Regions from separate parts of the Mus musculus genome. Here regions 1, 2 and 3 are each linked to region 4. Evidence: chromatin contacts called from public Hi-C, HiChIP or PLAC-seq and promoter capture Hi-C data. All regions are on one chromosome and are shown on one strand. The core of a region is the stretch at or near the end of the contact, and the rest is flanking DNA. Distances in the headings are between cores, read along the strand shown.

Region 1 (3,174 bases), core at 576-3,075, 1.1 Mb before region 4:
AGGCTGGCCTCGAACTCAGAAATCCGCCTGCCTCTGCCTCCTGAGTGCCGGGATTAAAGGCGTGCGCCAACACGCCCGGCTCAGAATACGGCTCTTTAAAAAATAATATTTTATAGAATGGGAAACTCTGTGAAGTCAAAACTTTGTTGTCCATAAAAATGATGTGGATACAACCATAATTTCTTTACATGCGGAATACTGGCATATTTGCATCAGCACCATTTGAATTTTGTGACAGCACATGGCTACGAAGCCAACAATACTTTCCAAACGGTCCTTCAAAGCAAGAGGTTCTGATGGTTCTTAGACAATGATTCTCAACCTGTGAGTCACAGCCCCCTTGGAGGGTCAAATGACCCTTTCACAGGGGTTGCCTAAAACCATTAGAAAGCAGATATTTACATTATAATTGACAACAGCAGCAAAATCACAGTTATTAAGTAGCAATGAAAATAATTTTATGGTTGGGGGTTACCAGAACATGAGGAACTGTATTAAAGGGTCACAGTATTCGGGAGGTTGAGAACATTGGTCTAGATAAATGTGAACTGGAAATAGTCCGTCACTGTGGCTAGAAGAGTTTCCTCTGTCTCTGTCTCTCTGTCTCTCTGTCTCTCTGTCTGTCTCTCTGTCTCTGTCTCTCTGTCTCTCTGTCTCTCTGTCTCTCTCTCTCTCTCTGTGTAAGTTTGGCTTTCTACATGGGTGCTAGAAATCTGAACTCAGGTTCTCCATGTTTGTGTGGCAATTGTTTTACTGACTGACTTTCACTATCTTCCCATCCATCCCTAGGTTCCTACGTTGTCAATGCATTTGGGTGTGGGTTTGATGATAATGGATTTGATGCTGATGGACTGGCTGGATGCATTTGGGTGTGGGTTTGATGCTGATGAGATGGCTACTTTCTGAAGTGTACAGATGGGCAAGTTAAAGGATGAGGGTGGCCATACTCTAGAGCAGCATTTGGAGCCTATAACCTTCCCTCCAAAATGCTGTCTCTAGACCATATACCCTTTTGCATTGGCTCCAGTCTCTCTGCATCCCCTCACTGTCTCCATTGCTCTTACTGAAGCTTGAGGTCTGAGCATCACCTCTGAACTCTTGAGTAAGCCTTCAGAGCAATCTTTCTCTATAGTTGACAACCAACAGTTTATCTTCCATGTAAAATTTCCATCGATGCTTTCAGACACACACAGTTCTACACGGGTATCTTCCACACTTGAAGTCTTTTTCTTGGATGGCATCTGGGAAAGGCTTTCCTTTGAACAGCAGCCCGCACCCCGCCCCACCCCTCTTTATTCTGCCATGTCTTTGTATCACTGTCCCAGCATTTGATAGTGTTGGACTTTATCTGGTTTGGCTTCCTGGATTTCACCCATTTTCCCCCACCACATAGGAAGCTCTTTAGAATTGGGATCTTCAAGGTCTGTTTTATTAGATCCCCCGCCCCCAATATCTTGCATGAAGACTCAGGAAAAGTTTGTTGCATAAATAATACGAGATGAGTCTCTCCGCTCGAACTCATTGTAGTTTTGGCATCAAACTCTGCTTGCCTGAATCTCCAGGGAGATGGTGAATTTATATCTATGTCCTTGCTCTCCAAGACAAGTCTGTCTCCTTCTTGAGGTCTGCTCTCTTGTAAGGTTAGCCTGCTTCTTTTAGGTGAACTCTAATAAAGTGTTGGTTACTGTTAACTATCAATTCCATAGAATCTCTTGAGAGATGGGCATGACGGTGGCAGTTAGCTTGATTATGTTACTTAGTGTGGGGAGACCCACCCACTGTGGGCTGCCCCATTTCCTGGCTGGGTCCTGGATGGTACTGTGGAGAAAAGAGCTGAGTCACAGCATTCCTCGCTCTCTGCTTCCTGATTGTGGGAACAACATCACCAGCTGCTTCAGGCTCCTGCTTGATTTCCCTGCCAGGATGGGCTGCCCATTTAACGATGAGCAAAAAGGAAACCTTTCCCTCTTCAGTTCCCTCTTCAGTTGCCTTTGTCCGTGTATGTTATCAGAGCCACAGGAAGAGAATCCAAGACACCCAGTGCAGGCATCTGTTTGCAGCTTCCTGTTTGAGGCAAACTCTGTGAAGCTTCTTTTAGATCCCTATGGATCTATTATTTCCTGCCCCATATTCTGGTTGCTTTTGTCTCTATGACAACCTGCCCCATCTATCTTTTGATGGATACTGTTTGGCTGCTAGATGTGAGTGGCATTGCCTAAAACATACAGACTTTAGTCACCAGGGTCAGCTTTTTGTGAGCAATGAGCTGACTTGACAGGAATTCAGAAGGCTGGCTCCTTTGCTTGCAGTGGAGAGAACCTTGGGAGTCTGTAGCTTATACTGTAGGTTCCCTGAGCAATCAGCTCAAAAGGCTCTTCGTGGGAATTTGGTGGGGCTTTGCCAGAAACCAGGCTCTGGCTTCCCTTTTCTCTCTTCCTGCATCTGCCTTACCAGTTTCTCTTGGGGATGGTTCCCTAACAAGTCCCTCACTCTGTAAGTTTCCTCTCTGGCTCTACTTCTATCTCTCTGCTAACATGCCTAATGTGCCACGCTTCCAATATCAGAGAGCTATCTGCCATTTCAAGACGGATATAATGTGACCAACAGCACTAGCAATGCCAGTGTTTCACACATATTGTTGTTGTTATTGTTTTGGTGTTGTCTAGGTCTCATGGGGCATCAGACAGGAAGACTTTGGAGGACCCTGAAATTTAAACCATGAAGGTCATTTATTATTTTGTTAACAAATGAGGCTTATACCTATTAAAGAAATCACACAAAAGGAGGAAACTAAGAATGCCCTCATGTGGGGGGGGTGCGAGGGGGGGGGGCCCAACAACCCAAAGCCCGGGACTGGGGAAATGATGTAGCTGGAATCTGGTCCCTAGAACTCACATAAAAAAGCTGTGTGGGATGCCGCACACTTATACTCCTAGTGCTGGAGAAGCAGAGACAAGAGGAATCTCCGGGGCTCACTGGACAGCCAGCATTGCCTACTTGCTGAGCTCAGCACCAGTGAGACATACTTTTTTATTTTTTGTAAGTGGTTGGCATCTGAAGACTGACACCTGAGGTTGTAATCTGTCCTCCATTCCCCGAGTGTACAGCCTTGCACTATAGCTGCATACACATAAACACATATAAGTGTGAGTCTACATTTTATTTTACAGACTG
Region 2 (3,399 bases), core at 409-2,908, 1.4 Mb before region 4:
CTGGAAAGTAGTATTTGGTTGTAGTGACTTCTTTTAAATATATCTGTATCTATATATATGCTTAGATATATGCTTTAAATATATCTTTAAAATATATCTTAAATATAATCACTTCTTTTAAAAATCACTTGGCTTATTTTTATTATTTCTAAAAGCTTTAGCTATATGCTATATGTATGTTTTCTCTCAGAAAAGTTACTGTTCTCTTTTAACATCTATAGTCAATATAAACAACTATCATTTTTCTCGAACACTGGTATATTTTATTTCTTGATACACATAAACCTAAGAAGCTACTATGATAGAAAATTTGATGTTATTTTATATAAACTGAGGAATCTGTATCATCTAACAAGGCCTTCTGTTGAGTCTATTCTCTTAATCTGTTTACTAAGTCTTAAGAGTGACTGTTTATAAAAACTGTGGCAATACTTAAGTGTATTTTACCAGTATGTGGGCAAATCAACCAGAAGCACTCCCTGTGCAAGCTAAGGGCCGTACCAGGATTCTACTTTTCGAGCTTCAGCTCCTGAACTGCTAATATGTCTGTGCAACACAGACCTGTGAAAGCCAGATTCCCCTGGCTTCTAATACCTGCATCTGAGGGCAGCACGGTGAGGGGGACATCTTTGGTTTCAATTTTTACAGAAGGCTCCAGCAAGGACTGCATTTTAATAGGCACTGGTGTCAGGGGGACTTTGGACAACCGTATCAACTCAGAAGGCGGAGGCCCCTGAAACTGGATACGGGCTCCAGGTGGGACGGTGTGGAGTGTCAAAGGGAACCTTAGGTCTTGCTGGTGTGGCCCAAAAGCACTAGGCGGCTGGGCCAGGATGGCCTCCTTGCTGCTGTGGACCAGGCCATTGGACGTGGCCTCCGTGCCCAGCCTACAATCGTCCCTGGGTCTGTCTGGCTCCTCCGTCTTGATGACTCCTTCTCCGATGGCCAGCAGGCTCTTGCCTTCCCCGCCTTTCAGCGCATCCCTCGGAGCCTCCTCTGCCTCCAGCTTGGCTTTCTTCTCATCGCTTCGGCGGCCGTCGAGGGCCTTCCCGGTGCCATCCAACTTGGCGGCCCTCGAGGCTCTCGGGCCGGCCTCGGTGGTCCTCCGAGATCCCACCGACAGGTCCAAGCCCGCCCCCAGCTCTTGCTTCTCGGCCTTGACGAGCAGCGTCCGGGGCTGCATGGGGTGCAGCTCCGGCCTGCAGGGGCCTCCGTCGGCCGCGGACTGCGGAGGCAACAGCAGCAGCTCCGGCCTCAGCTGCAGCAGGCGCGCCTGCGCGGACGAGGCGGCGGCGGCAGCGGCAGCGGCGGCGGCGGCTGCGCCCTCGTCGGGAGCCGGAGGCACCCCCGGTCCTCCGGGAGGCAGCAGCAGCACCTGTTCCGGCTTCACTTGCAGCAGGCGTCGCGTCCCTGCCGCCTGCGCACCCGCCGCCGCGGCCTCCCCGCACGACGAGGCCACCGCGGCCATGGCGGCCGTGGCCTGAGCCGACGGCGACTGGGAGCGCTCTGCGGCCGCGGCCCGGAAGGTGGCGGCCTCGACGGGCTGCGCGGGCGGAGCGGGGCGCAACGGGCGCGGAGGGGTGGGCCGCGGCGGTTGGCGCGGCGGCGGCGGCGGTGGCGGCGGTGGCTCCGGCCTGGCTCTCTCCATGGGGGAGGGGGCGGGCGGGCCGCGGCCGGGATTGTGAGCTCAGCCGTTTGTTGGCGGCCTCCCCCTCCCCCTTTCGGTTAAGACCCTTCCAAGGCCTTGGCTACCCAGAACCCTACGCGCTCCACAGACGGGCTCGCCTCGCCCAATCAGGAGCGGCCCGGTGTCTCCCGCCAGCCAATCACAGGCACGTTCCCCGGCTCCTCCCACCCTCCACACTAGCCGCGTGCGAGAACCCTGGAATCATCCGCCATAGACCGGGCCGAAGCTCCTTGTGTCCCATTTTCCACGCCTCTTCACTCTCCCTCTCTTCCGGATTCTCTTTAGGCCTTGACCTTGGTTACCCCGCCCCCTCCTGGAGCGCGACAATGGCGTTGCCCAGGAAACCCTTCTGTTCCACGCCTTTACCAAGGACCTCCAGGGATGAAGGCGTGGGCCTTTCTTGCGGGCTGGGCTCTCGGCCTTGTGTGTTCATAAAGCCGGAGTCTGATAGGGTCTTCTAGTCATTCTCAAGTATGGGGACACCTTGGAACTTATAACTGATCTTACTGGACCTGGTTTTTGACTAGGTATAACTATTTTACTAGTTGAATTTTCAGTCTGCTTCCAAGATGCGACCCAGATTCATCCACCTTTTGAGGTCCCACCCACCATTATCCTGCTTAGGCTTCCATTGTCCTTCTCTAATTCCATATGGATGTTACAGTTCTCCTGAAGTTTTGCTCTTCACCTATGTCCCACTACCTCCCGACTGCCAGTTGTTCTAAAAATACAAGTCAAACTGTCACATTTCCCCCAAATCTTTCTGCCGCTCCCACTGGTTATGAGATAAAAGTTCGAAATTCTTAACCCCGCAGAGCCTGATAAACCTGATTAGTAGCTTAGGCTATACCTACAGTTTGAGTTTTTTACACTTTCACCACATTGCTTCCCATGCTATTCTTTTTCATCACAGGACGCTTTAGCAAGTCAAGCATTTATGTCTCTTGTAACTCCCGTTTATTTTTCAACTTGGAGCTGAACCGGCATTTCAGAGAAAACCATGACAGCATTCGTTCGAATCTCTTTTATGCACTCACACCTGATCATGTCCTTTGAAGTGCTTTCTTTGTGTGATTATTCTGCGCCTCTTCCAGTTGATTGTTACCTCCTTTGGGAAAGAACTGCTTTTGTTTTGCTCATCATTGACTCCCCAGTGCCGACTGTTGAGTAATTGTGCAATAAATGCTTATTGAATAAAGAAATAAGAACTGCCACAGCATAATAAAATAGTAATACTATGTATATTAAGGGCTCATTTTAAGGTTTTTTTTCCATGTGTGTGCCTCTTCTTTTAAGAAGGAGTGTGTTTAGTTTTTATTCAATATTAGCAAGTAAATGAGAAATTATCAACATTTCCTGCATCACTAGACATCCTGACTAAAAGTTACAGCTCTATCTTGAGGAAGATAAACACTATAGCCAAGGCAATTAAAGATGAATTCTTTACTAAAAGTTAATGCTCTATCTTGAGGAAGATAAACACTATAGCCAAGGCAATTAAAGATGAATTCTTTCTAATGCTCTATAGTTCATACATCTATACATGGAAGAACACAACACAGATGGACAACTAAACCTGTAGATTGTGCTTAGGAGGTTCAGGCAAAAGGGTTGTTATAAGTTTGAGGCCAGCCTGAGTTATCTGTCAGTTAAAGTCCAACTTTGGCTACAATATGAGATTCTGCCTCAAATAGACCAAACTATACTAAACA
Region 3 (3,120 bases), core at 40-2,539, 1.2 Mb before region 4:
GATCTTCATCCTGAACTGGAGAAGACGGGAATTCTACAAAGTTAAGAACTTAGCTCTTTCGGTTCTGAAAACGGTACTCCTTAAGCACTTCCTTGGTAGCAAAGCACCATCAGAAGCGTCAGACAAGTTGCTTTAAAGAATGTTGTTTTCTGGGGTCAAAAAGAGCTTCTATACTTCCTGGTTTCAGGTTAGGTGGGTGGTTCAAAAGAACTGTTTCTTTACCACACTTATTGCATAATCACAAAAACCCAAAAAGGAAGAGGGCTGGTTAAATATTTAAAGTCTTATTTCCTGGTGACCTAAAAGACCTACTGTTATTTTCGATATGCTCAACTTAAAGTGCTAAGGGTTTCTGAGTATACTAAAAGCACTGAGTTATTTTACTCTGAAAGGAGTTAAAAACAGGTCAACAGGATATAAACTGGGCTTTTTTTCTTTTCCTTCACCCTTTAGAGTAATTTTTATTTACATGATTGCCCACCCCAAAAGGAAGTGTAGTGGTAAAGTTAGAGGAAAACAGTCACGGAAAGTTGTCTGGTCATCTGCTTTCACTTAGTGTGACAAACCCGAAGGGCGAGTCTCCTCTTGAGCAACTCCAGCCTGTCCACAGTGACCACTTGTTACACCTCCCACTCACTCCACTGCAGGTTCACTAGAAATTCAAAGGTGTCTACCAAGGTAAAGGGCATACCAGGCCAGGCCTAAGGTGTCTCCGAATTACACCACGGGGGTTACCGGGGACGGGAGCACGCGTCCCCTCGCCCCCAAGCCGGGCCTGGTGTCCAGGAGGCCAAACTCCAAGCTGGGTACGACGATCAAAGCATCTGTCTGCCCGGCGCGGGGTAGGGGCGCGGTGAGGACGTCCCGGGGAGCAGAGACCGGAGCAGGGAGGGGGGTTTTGAGCCGCCAGAGGCTCGGAGACCGAGGCCCAGGCCCGCCGCGGCCGCCGCCTTCACCAGGCCGCAGGGCGGGGGGGCGTGCCGCGTGTCCCCGCGCGCTGGACCACCGTGCGCACGCTCCCCGCCCCCGCCGCGGGGCCGGCCGCAACTGCCCCCCGATACTCACGCTTTGTCCACCAGCTCCCGCACCTTCCACATGTTCAGCATCGCGCCCCGCGCGGCCCGGCCCGCCGCCGCCCGCCGCCACTCTCCACGGACCCCGGGACGCCTCCGCGCCGGGGCTGGTCCAGGTCCGGGTCGCCGCCGCCACCCACCGCCGCGAACTCTCCCTAGCCGGAGCTCCTTCTCCCGGCCACAGCCACGGCGCCGCCAGTGACACGTCGAGACGCGGCCGCACCGGCGCTGCGTGGGGCGGAAGTGGCCGGCTTTCCGCCCGCGCCGCGCGCCGCACGCCGGGAATTGTAGTCCGCGCCCTGCGCCCCCGGAGCGTGAGAGGGCTGAGATCGCTGCGGTTTGGGGACCTCTGACACAGCCTCCGCGTGATTGCCATCACAACAGTTGCAAGACTTACTCGCGCTCACCTTCTTCAGATGTACACATTGATGCTAAGCACGATTACAGAGTGTGATTGGCGTGCGTGTTCTTCATCTACGCACGTGTTTCTGCATTTGCTTCCAAACATATAGGCGTCTATACATCACTGAACCTGGGATTCCAGCCCTGACCAGTGTAGAATTTTATTCTAAATCCTTCCCCACTCTAGTTTTATGATACAATGATTTTATCTGTAGACAGCTACCTAGTACCCTCGTTAAGATAGTTTGTAACAAGCCTCAGAAACTTAGTTCACATTAGTTGGGAAACCAGAAAGCCACCAGTACTCATACACAGCATACCTATATGTGTTTTATGTGATATACCCAAGAACTCTGTGGCTTTGGTTTCTAAAAGCATACATAATTTTTGAGATCTGCTAAAGTAATTTCCACTGATCAGGTTTTTCACTTAATATGTCAGTCAAAACTTGTGATAAAACTTGAAGTAATACTACATTTTGTTTTAGGCAATTCCTTAATTTTTATAAGTTTTACCTGCCCTGGTTGCAGACTGCTTTAATCCTAGCACTCAGAAGGCAGAGGCAGGCGAATCTCAATGCGTTTGAGGACAGTCTAGTTTACATCAGAAGTTCCAGGTCAGCCAGGGTTACACAATAAGACCTTAATTTTTAAGTTATAATTAAAACCTTTAATTAAATGTTATTTATTTGTAAAGAAATAAAATAAAAATTACTTAAATGTTAAAATAAAGTTATATATGTAAATATATATGTATTTATACATATACATTTTTTTAATTAAAAAATAATTCTGCCACTATTTACTGAGCATCTTCAGGGTGTTACAAGCGAGGACTACAGCTGGGGCTCAAGTTCCCTGGGAGCTTAAAGGTCACTGGAGGAGGGACATAACAATCAAGAAAATATTTAATTAGAGAGAATAAGTGCTTGTCAAAACCAAGAACATAATGTTACAGACAACAATGTCAGAGGAAAAACAGCAGAATATTCAGGGCTCTTTGAGGAGATTGAATGTATGCTAAAACTGGAACAATACAAAGGAACTGGCCCTAAGAAGATCAAGAAAAGAATGATTGGGGGAGGGAACACAAGACAAGTAAGATTCACAACGAAGGGCAAACAGTGGCTGTAAATAGCCAAGACCCAGGCCCTCTTATTCCAGATCCTTTAGTCAAGACGTCAGTTTGCATTTACTTGGTTATTGGAAGCAGCTTTGAAAGCACTCCAGTATGGTCCCGAAAAAGAAGCAAACAAAACTGAGAACCTCAGAGTGCAGAAACCAAAACAAAGCTGACTCACATATTCCTTAAGATAGGGGCTCTAGAGATCAAGCTAAGTCAGTTGGAGCCATAGGTTGGGAAAGGAGGCAAAGGGGTGCAGAGGTAATTGGAGAACCAGAGCTTTCAAAAAAAAAAAAAAAAGTGTAATTTTCCTCTTGAAAGTATTGTCCAGCCCAAGGTTCAAAGGCAGGAATGCGGCCAGGGCAGATAAGAGAAACTGCTTTGCATCAATAAGAGCTCAACAAGTTAACTTTCAGACAGGCCAGTCATGAGGACACCTGCAGAATGAACTCGGCACAAAACAAGCAGTGTCCATACCCTGGGCAGTGCACAGCTGGCCTCAACATTTAACCACCAAGCACAA
Region 4 (3,024 bases), core at 51-2,550:
CCCAAAAATGGAAAGATGGAACTACTCCCCATTCCCCTTCTGCACCCTTTATGTCTAATGGAGCCTGGGCCCACAAAGTTTTCCCCGAAGCCCAGGTGGTGGCCAGCAATGAAAAGGGCAAGGTACCATTTCTCACTTGGGACTAGGAGCCCCTGGACAGGGCACTGGGTGTGTCCAGGGAAGTTCCTCAAGTTGGTCTCCAAGAGCATGGCCTCCAAATCACTCAGTGTAGGATCTGGAGAGTGGGAGAGGGACTGGGGAAGGCCAAGGTGACAGTGGATGAGGGTGGCTTTTAGGAGATGTGAAAATTAAAGTTGGAAATCACTATTCTACAGGCAGACTGAGAAAAACTGAAGGCTAAGAAGTGGAGAGAGGAGAGAGTAAAGAACCAGATAGGAGAAATAAGAGGAGACTCCAAGAAGAAAAATGGAGAGAGAGAGAGAGAGAGAGAGAGAGAAACGGGGGAGAGAGCCAGGTGAGGAAAGAGAAGAGAAAAACGAAGAGTGAAACTGAGAAAGAAGGGGGGAAAAGAGTGGAGAAGGACAAGAAAAAATTAAAGAAGGTAGAAAAGGGAAAGGAAAGATAGGGGGAAAGGAAAGAATTAAAGAAGGTAGAAAATAGAAAGGAAGAAAGGGGGAGAGAAGAAAATTAAGTAGGAAAAAAGAAAAGAGGGAAGAAGAAAAAGGAAAGAACTGAAGCGAAATAAAGGGGAAAGGAAGCGAAGAGAAGGAGAGGAAAAGGGAAAAATATAACCACACAGAAAAGAAAACAAGCGGTCAGAAAAGCGCAGCTATCCAACACCGAGCTGCAGAGACGCCTCTTCTGGGTTAAAACAAAACGAAAACACTCGCAGATGGGGCTGCGGAAAGTGCCGGCAAAGCTTGGGCTCGGCTCCCTCCAGCAGCTCGCTGATCTCTGGCCACCCGGCGACGAGTGCTGCGCAGCCGAGGAGCGCGGAGCTCGGGCGGCGAGCGCAGCGCAGCGGCAGACGCACTCGCGTGGCCAGGCCCCGGGTAGCCGCGCCGCCGTCTCCGGGCTCTCCCGCTAGCCGGTGGCCTCTCCTCCACGGTCCCCCAGCGGTACCCACCTCTGCGCCGCTGTGTTGGCGTCCAGCACCCCGGCGCCCTGCATCCACGTCCGCACCGCGTTCATGCCGCTGCCCAGCGGCTCTTCCTTCATACTGCTTCCACTCCGTTGGATGCTTTCCTGGATCCCAAACATGAAAACAACCTTTTCTTGTGGAAAAATCTCCTCCCCTTTGAAAATATTTGAAAAAAAAAAAAAGGAAAAAAAAAAAAAAACGCCAACCACAGATTTTTTTTTTTTTTTTTGAGTCGATGAGACTCGCGCTACATCAAGGCGGGCTGAAAAGCAAAATTTTTAAAAATGTAAACCTTCGCTCAAAACTGAGCGATAACAAGGAGGGGGGCGAGGGGAAAAAAAAAGAAAGGGAAAATCCAACGAAAAGACCAAAATTAAGAAAAAACAGAGATATATGCCTGGCTGTTGGGGGTTGTTTGGTTGGTTGGTTTTGAGTTTGGGTGCTTTTTTTTTCCTTTTTTTTTTTTTTTTTTTTTTTTTTTTTTGCTTTTTTTTTTTTTTTTGCCTTTTTTTTTTTCTTTTTGTAGTAATCACAGGCCGTTGGAGAACAGGAGGGGCTGGAGTTTCCTTTTGTAGCGGTACCTTCACTTGAAGAAGCAGGAAGAAAAAAAACCACCCTGATGACAATTTAAGAAACAATAGATACGACTCTCGAAGCCGGCTTGGCTACTTGAAGTGTCATTTTCCACAACCAGGCAAGTTTTTTTCTCTCTCTTTTTTCCTCCTCCTCTCTCAACCAAAGATGTTTCTTTCCTTTCCGTGCGTGTAGATGAGGACGCTGGTTGCTGTAGACAGATACACCGGAGGGGGGGGGGGGAAGGGGAGAGAGAGGGAAAGAGGAAGGGGGGAGGGAAAGAGATAGAAAAAGAGAGGAGAGGGAGAAAGAGAGGGGTGGACCCTGCTGGATGGAGATTCTGTTTTCTCCTTGCTAAAATAGAAGTGATTTGCAGGCTCTCCCTGTGGAATCCAGTTTGACTCTCCCCAGAGCTAAACACAGGCACACTAACCCCAAAGGGAAGGAGGCGGGGCCCTCGCAGCCTAGACACGCCCCTTCTTTGCATAACGTCATCCTTCCGCCTTATCACAGCCAATCGCAGCTCCCGAGCTGGCTTGTTCACAGAGCCTGGCCACACTCCCTCATTAACATCCTTCTCCTTGTGGCGCAGGGGAGCCGCCAAAGTTCCCGGCAAAGTGGCGAGCAAGGGATCTCTGAGCTCTAGCGTCTAAACTGGAAGGAGCGTGGCCTTAGAGAGCGAGAGAGGGGGCAGAGGGAAGGAGATGGAGGTATCCTGAGTCGAAGGGGTATGCACCATGGCAGTTCTTAAGCATCCCTTCCGAGCCCTGAGCGCGACGGAGGCGTACTGACTGCGTTCTCTTTGGGCAGACGCCTAGTCCCTTGCTTGCCTGTCCTGGGACTTCGGGGGCAAACGTGGAGGAAAAAAGGACTGACCAGGCAGAAAAGGCAGGATGCCCATCCCAGGTGTCCAGCTCTTCACTCTGAAACAAGGGTGGCGGGATGAACTTTATGTGCGCGAGATCGAGACTTGAGGGCACTCGGAAGACATTATCTCCGTGTCAGGAGAGGTAGAGAAACCTAAAGCCCCAACCAATACGACTTTAGTAGACCGCAAGGGAATGGGCATTCTAGACTCAGTCTTCAGCAGGCTTCTGAAATGCCTCTAACTCTGGTGCTAACCCAGACACGAATGCTGTTGGGCGCGGTTTTCACTCGGTCACTACTCTCCAGAAGTCCCTAAGAGTGAATGAGTCTCTGGGGCTATGCAGCCTGCGACTCTAAATATCTTCAGATCCTCAGTCCCTTCTCCTGCTCCGCAAAGTAGCTTTATTTTTCTTTAACAACTGCAGCAAGGGTGTTGCCTTCTCTGATTAGTTGGTTATTTGGCACACAAAGTTCTTTCTGTT

What was found. Promoter capture Hi-C pulls out the DNA fragments that hold promoters and counts their contacts. Hi-C and Micro-C count contacts between places; a contact is called where the count stands out from the background. HiChIP or PLAC-seq counts read pairs in DNA pulled down with a chosen protein or histone mark.
Region 1: a contact with region 4 is called in an H3K27ac HiChIP or PLAC-seq map of microglia, with 6 times the contacts expected there. The contact joins the enhancer-like site here to the promoter of Ebf1 in region 4. A contact is called at or near these places in 11 of 39 promoter capture datasets (the 3T3-L1 cell line, 3T3-L1-derived adipocytes, the C10 cell line and 6 more), 1 of 15 datasets of contacts at CTCF or cohesin (large pre-B cells), 7 of 484 Hi-C or Micro-C datasets (CD4 T cells, LSK cells, cerebral cortex and 3 more), 15 of 115 datasets of contacts at active chromatin or transcription factors (the NIH/3T3 cell line, craniofacial prominence, embryonic fibroblasts and 10 more) and 6 of 9 other capture datasets (adipose tissue, embryonic stem cells, embryonic tail and 3 more).
Region 2: a contact with region 4 is called in a promoter capture Hi-C map of cranial neural crest. The contact joins the promoter of Sox30 here to the promoter of Ebf1 in region 4. A contact is called at or near these places in 2 of 39 promoter capture datasets (cranial neural crest and liver).
Region 3: a contact with region 4 is called in a Hi-C map of B cells, with 12 read pairs. The contact joins the promoter of Clint1 here to the promoter of Ebf1 in region 4. A contact is called at or near these places in 2 of 39 promoter capture datasets (both in embryonic stem cells), 1 of 484 Hi-C or Micro-C datasets (B cells), 8 of 115 datasets of contacts at active chromatin or transcription factors (the 230-238 cell line, embryonic forebrain, embryonic stem cells and 3 more) and 1 of 9 other capture datasets (embryonic stem cells).

What each region holds. Positions count from the first base shown.
Region 1 is chr11:45,698,297-45,701,470 of GRCm38.p6, reverse strand. The region is part of intron 3 of Gm39816 (a long non-coding RNA gene); the gene reads left to right. Among named protein-coding and RNA genes, the nearest start is that of Gm35282, 3.9 kb to the left of the region's middle. Within about 2 kb of position 1,825, at least 6 of the 459 cell types and tissues checked have an H3K27ac peak or open chromatin away from gene starts, as enhancers often do. A contact at or near this core is called in microglia, where this site is marked.
Region 2 is chr11:45,978,569-45,981,967 of GRCm38.p6, reverse strand. It overlaps Sox30 (SRY (sex determining region Y)-box 30), which reads right to left and starts at 1,658. Exons shown (of 5, transcript NM_173384.2): 1 at 595-1,658. The coding sequence starts at 1,648.
Region 3 is chr11:45,850,138-45,853,257 of GRCm38.p6, reverse strand. Clint1 (clathrin interactor 1) reads right to left here and starts at 1,289. Exons shown (of 12, transcript NM_001045520.4): 1 at 1,066-1,289. The coding sequence starts at 1,106.
Region 4 is chr11:44,616,376-44,619,399 of GRCm38.p6, reverse strand. It overlaps Ebf1 (early B cell factor 1), which reads right to left and starts at 1,300. Exons shown (of 16, transcript NM_007897.3): 1 at 1,088-1,300. The coding sequence starts at 1,221.